Linked DNA regions of Zea mays: region 2 is linked to region 1. Evidence: chromatin contacts called from public Hi-C data. All regions are on one chromosome and are shown on one strand. Each heading gives the region's core, a stretch centred on a gene start, on an enhancer-like site or on the middle of the called end of the contact. The rest is flanking DNA. Distances are from core to core; before and after follow the strand shown.

Region 1 (2,891 bases), core at 152-2,651:
TTAGGATTTAAATTCACCCAATATCATCCGATCCACATGGATTAAGAAAAAGCAAACAAGCCCTAAATGTTTACTGCTCAATACACATGTGAACCTCACAAGTAATCATCCTCTTCCTCATCGTCACAACTCCAAAACATGTTATCCCCGGTCAATTCAACTCCAAATATGCCATCTGCAATGTCCTCGTCAGCAAACGCAGACATTGTCGTAGCTCCAAGCAAACTGGTTCTAGTTCCAACAATATCGTCAACAACATCATCAAAGTCACCTGCATCCCAATCCCCTATGAACTGCCCATCCCGCTCAGTTCCCTGATCTTCTCGGTACTCTGAAAACGTGCAACTCCTCAGCATCTCCTCATCAACCTCCCCATTCTCAACTCGGTCCCATGGCAACCAAATGTCAGCAACCTTGCCAAGAGCGCGGCAACCGTCGCCCACCACGACCGTCCTCAGGTCGGCAGCGCGTGCATTACGCACCGTATCGGTGAAATCCGAGTCGTCAGAGACGAGCACCAGCCAATCGACGCCACAGGCGACGGAGTGCTTCACCTGACGCTTAAGCGCGTGGTCTGCGGCCTGCGGCTTGTCGGGGACGGTGCGGACGTGGACGCCCGCGCGCCGGAGCTCGGAGGCAAGCCCGTACCCTACCTTGGGGGTGAGGAGCTCCCGCGCGGCATCCTCGTACTTGGTGTTGCCGGTGATGAACCGCTCGCGGAACTTCTGCCGCTTCTTGCCCTTGAGGGAGCGGAGGCGGGAGAGCTTCTTGTTTCGCTCGCGCTCGTGAAGCTGGCGGAAGTGGCGGGTGAGATCGGGGCGGGTAGGGAAGCGCCGGCCACAGACGGAGCAGGAGTAGGGCACGGAAGGGACGACGACCCCCGCGCGCTCGGAGCGGTCGAGGGCGCGGCGGGCGCGGCGCTCGGCGGTGACCCAGCCAGGGAGGTGGGAGAAGGCGTGGCGGTTGGCGAAGGCCGAAATCGAGACGACGCGGCCGAGGAGAGAGGCGGCGCCGATGAGGGCGGTTGCGGCCGGGAACGGCGGCCCGCGCGGGGGCTTGTTGTCGAGATCCCACAGGACCACCACAGTTGGGGACCGCGCCGTCCAAACACCGTCCCGCCCGCGGACCATCTCGACGTCCGCCGATGCGGACGGGTTCTCTGCTTCGGCGGCCGCCGCCGTCGCTGAGGCGCGCCGAGTACGGAGGGAGAGGTGAGGGTGGGAGTGGCGAGTGCGATGGACTCGGAAGGAATGCAAAGGGGCAGTGTTGAGCGGGAGGTGGAGGTGGAGGAAGGAGAGGACATGGGGCATGGTTGCGGTGGCGCTGGGCTGGAAGAGCCACCCTTGGGGACTGGGGAGCCAGCGCTCGGATTTGGCTAGCGAGTGTGCTGATTGTGGGAGTGAAAATTGAAGAAAGAAGACGACGGACCCTTCATTGGAGAAAACAGGATAATCTTTTTTATTTCTTTTTTCAGCAAGTATGTTTTTGCGAGAGATGCTGCGTTTCCATCTAAGAATAATAATTCTTCAACCTTCGTAAAGAAAAACAAAGGGAAATTAGTAAATTATGGTTGGTATATAAAGTTATTGGTAAAGAAAACAAGGGAAAATTAGAGAAATATTCTCCCCGTCCCAAAATATATTTCCTTCTAGCCTATTTTTCTGTTCACGTCATTCAAACGATAGTGAATATAGACATACATGGGTACCTCATTTATAGGTTGCTTAATAAATATGTAATTAGTCTAAAATAAATTATATTTTTTGGATAGAGGGAGTAGTTAGAAACTTATGAGTTTTATAGAGGGTGTTTGGATACCATAACCATTACTCTAGTTTTTTATGCAACTGAGGCCAAACATTGAGTTCATAATATGGTCTAATTGAGATGCTTAGAGCTCATTATCTGTAATACCCAGAATTGTAATTCATAAGAAGTAATGACCTTGTGTGTGTTGACTAGACGTACTATCGCATGTGAATAAACTTCATCCAAAAAGGGATTAAATAACCAAAGACACCTAGACAAATCATGCATCATGCCAAGTTTTATTTGATTGCGCATTTGTAAATAATAAAATAAATGTTTCATTAACAAAGTATTAATGGCTCCATAGAATTTAACCCCTAATTGGAAAACAAATCCCTAAAGATTTGAGGAAAAAGGAGAAAAGAGAAATGATACGAAAATAAATAAATAATATGTATGTAATTATATTTCTAAAAATTGGTATTTTTAAAGTCACAATATAATCTGAGGATAAAGTTTGCACAAAGTTTAAATTTAAACTCAAATTGGATCTGAAAATAGAGAAAAAGGAAAAAGGAAAAAAACAAAAGGAAAACTGTGCTCTTGGGCCGCCACGCCTGATTTCGGCCCAGACTGCGGTCGCGGGCGCCGACAGGCGGGCACGCGCCGTCAGCCCCTCACGCGCGCGTGGGTGTGCTGACTTGAGGACCCCACTGCGCGGACTCGTCTCTCGCGCGCTCGTCCTCACTGCGTGTGGACCCGTTCGTCCACCGTCATGCTTCCGTCCATCGTCATCGCGCAAGAAGCGCCGCGCCGACCGGGTCACGACCCTCCCCTTCGCGCGGCTCCCCAGATTTGCGCCAACCGAATGCTGGGCGCCTCGATTTAAGGCCCGGCCGCCGCTTCCCCGCTCTGTATCTCGAGCCATAGCAGCGCCGCGGTGATAGTTCTCTATCGTACTCGCCGAGAGAGAGAGAGAAGGGAGACAGGAAAGCACTAGCGCGTGTGCTTGGGACCGTGGGTGGCGGTCTTCGGGCGGGAAACCATCTGCGTTCAGCCGGGGCGGACGAATTGGCTGGTCGACGGTGCAGTCCCGGTGAAGCTCGCGTCGCGTGGCGAAGGCTTCGCGTCGTCTTCGTGCG
Region 2 (3,258 bases), core at 198-2,697, 560 kb before region 1:
AGTGGCAGGCAACAAAGTTGAAAGTTAAATTCACAGCAAGGGTGAAGATGTACGGAGCAGAAACCTGAGAACCATCCCAAACTTGTCCCCAATACACACTCCCAAGTGGCCCTTCTCCAATCTTGTTATCGTAATTGAAGCTGTTTGTTGCTGATCGAAGCTCTCTCAATGAGAACACCCACCTCAATGATCCACTTCCTTCATCAGATCTGGAAAGCAAAGCAATTATATACATGATGAGCATGAGCTACTATCAACTGACCTTCCAACCAGTTCCACTGATACAAACCCCCTGTGCCCCTAGAACAATTTTGCCTAATCCGAGCATAGAAAATCGATCTTAAACTTTAGGATGGTTCATCAAACAAGACCAACATGCCAAATTTCCACAATGTTTCATAGTTATTTCCAAAGTTGAGGAACCGAATAAAAATGACATCGTCTGCCACCAAAGTTTAAACCTTTCCCTTGGTCTTGGTGTCACTGAACAAACAACAAAAATCGGAGCGCCCAAATCCCTACTAATTTCACCTCAATGGCATCGCTTGTACAAACAGTAGCTCCGAAACCAAACAACATGTCTACTTTCCACCAAATTGGAGCCCCCAATCAGTTAAATTTTGCACCGCCCTTTAGAATTGGGCAAATTAACATGAACCCAAACAAGAAACGAGCTAATATGAACAAAAACTTGGAACCTTCCAGGTGGCATCCGGCGTGTTCAAAACATCGAAGAAAAAAACGCCGGGAACCGAGCAGCCAGGCGCGCGGAATTCCGTGGTGTCTCCTGACGAACCACCCAAACATCTGTCCACACCAACACCAAGCGCCGCGCTCACACATCGCGGTGGATTTCAGTTTCAGCGAAACCCAGACAAGCCCAGAAACACAAAAGATACAGCAACGCAAGCGGGGAGGCAGGCCAAGGAGCCGGCGACTTACAGGTCCTCCGGGGAGGCGGCCCTGCCGCAGCAGAGGAGCCTGCGGGCGGCCCGCGACAGCCCTCTCCTCACGCTGCCGGCGCGGTGCTTGGAGTCGAGGAGGAACAGTGGGGCGGCTTGGAGCCGAAGACTCTGACTCGGATGGAGTGGTGGGGCTGGCTGGCGTGGTGCCTGGTGGTGGCCGGTGGGGGACTAGGACTAGAATACTAGAGCCTAGAGGACGGTGGAGGGGAGATGCGGGCAGAAACGTGACAACGGAGAACAGCCTCGCAACTGCGCTTTCGGTGTGACCGGTTCGGCTGTTCGTCGCGTTTTTCTGACGATTCCCACGCGCCGACGCCGATTGGGGGACTGGGGTTCGGCAACCCACGCCGCCGCTTGCGGCTTGCCGTGCGGTGCCAACCCTGGAGTGTAGTGGTGGTGTGGTACGCCGTACGCGGAGCAATTCCGATAGGTTTACTTTTCGTGTGGATTGCATACGATAAATGCTTCGGTTTTCCAACCACAGTAGGTTTAGTGATAGGAGATCACGAGATGATCTACATGGAGGAATCTTCTTGCTATTCAAAAATTGAATAGTATGTGTTTGGTTTTTGGAACGGCGTGGATTGAGTCGGAGCCGACCTATTTTTCTGGGTTAAGTCAGATTCGTTCTTTGTTTGGTTTCAGTGACAGATTGAACCTAGTTTCTTGTTTGATTATAGGGTTAAAGTGGGTTGAAGTTGCACCATTTCTTGTTTGTTTCGTGATGATGGATGAATGAGGGATGAACTGGATATGATCACCTTCCTGGTCATATTACCACTCAGGATGATATCTTCAATTCCATAAGATGACAACATTCAAAATAAATGAAACCGACTGTTGACGCCTTTTTGGAGCGCCAAACACTCAACAAGAACTGTGGCGGTGCCCTCTGCACAGGGGCAGACGGTCCGCGCGCAGGGGCCGGACGATCCGCGGCCTGGTGAGAGGCGCTGCGGTGCTCTCTGCACAGGGGCGGACGGTCCGCACGCAGGGGCCGGACGGTCCGCGACCTGATGCAAGGCTAGGGCTCCTGCCTGACGGCCGGACGGTCCGCGCCCTTGGGCCGGACGGTCCGCGCGTACGCAGGGGCGGCGGAAGATCGCCGGCGGCGCCTGGATCTCGCTCCCGGGAGGGACCCCGTCGGGGAGGAGAGATCCTAGGGGTTGTCTAGGCTCGGGCCGGCCGACCTAGACTCCTCTAATCGGCGTAGAGTCGAAGAGAGGCGAAGAATTTGGGGATCGAGAGGCTAAACTAGAACTAGACTAGAACTACTCCTAATTGTACTGAAAATAAATGCGAATAGAAGTTGTATTGATTCGATTGATGATTCCAAATCGGTCGTAGACCTCTCTATTTATAGAGGAGGGAGGCTGGACCCTTTACACAACTGATTCCGAGCTAATTTCACGAATATAGCTAACAACCGTAGCACAAAAATTGGAACCCTAAACTGCTCTGCGCATGCGAGGACCGTCCGGCCCACAGGCGCGGACTGTCCGGACCGCGGACCGTCCGGCCTCAGGGCCGGACCGTCCGCCAGCTCAAAACGGTGCTCAACATATGCCCCCTGCCTTTTGGTGGAGTTGAGCAAACCAAAAGCAACTAACTCGATGTGATTACATCGGTTCTCTTAGGCATCTTGCCACATACTAGGATGGTATTGTTTGAGGAAACGCCCATTCAAAGCCTTAGGCAAATCCTTGCCTTGTAATGTTTGTAGCAAATAGGCGTTGCCAGACAACACTTGTTTTACTTTATAAGGACCCTCCGAGCTTGGCGACCATTTCCCGAACTTCCGGTCTTTATTCCTTAGAGGCAGAATGGTCTTCCACACCAGGTCCCCTACTTGAAATGATTTTGCTTTGACCTTCTTGTTGTAGGCCCTGGCTACCATGGTCTTGTCCTTTTCTATTGCTCCCATAGCTATCATCCTCTTGTCGGTCACCTCATCAATATTATCCATCATTGAATTATAATAATCAGTAGCAGTTAGATCATTTTGTCTGGCGAACCTGACAGCATTCAAACTTATTTCCACAGGCAACACTGCTTCCTGCCCATAGACAAGCTCAAAAGGAGATACTTTAGTAGCCCTATGTTTAGATATTCTATGAGCCCATAAAGCTTCAGACAAAATCTTATGCCAACGTTTAGGATTATCAGATATCTTCTTTTTTATCAAATTAATCAATGTCCTATTACTAGACTCGGCCTGTCCATTGGCCTGAGCATAATATGGAGATGAATTAAGCAGCTTAATTCTGTATAATTCAGCAAATTCACGCACCTC

The links. Hi-C and Micro-C count contacts between places; a contact is called where the count stands out from the background.
Region 2: a contact with region 1 is called in a Hi-C map of ear, with 3 times the contacts expected there. The contact joins the promoter of LOC100216997 here to the promoter of LOC100284277 in region 1. A contact is called at or near these places in 2 of 25 Hi-C or Micro-C datasets (ear and tassel).

The regions. Positions count from the first base shown.
Region 1 is chr6:89,056,944-89,059,834 of Zm-B73-REFERENCE-NAM-5.0, reverse strand. It overlaps LOC100284277 (zinc finger, C2H2 type family protein), which reads right to left and starts at 1,401. Exons shown (of 1, transcript NM_001157172.2): 1 at 1-1,401. The coding sequence starts at 1,310. The coding sequence ends at 96.
Region 2 is chr6:89,614,108-89,617,365 of Zm-B73-REFERENCE-NAM-5.0, reverse strand. It overlaps LOC100216997 (putative protein kinase superfamily protein), which reads right to left and starts at 1,447. Exons shown (of 4, transcript NM_001348786.1): 1 at 943-1,447; 2 at 65-209. It overlaps LOC109940459, which reads right to left. Exons shown (of 1, transcript XM_020539990.1): 1 at 2,644-3,258. The coding sequence ends at 2,644.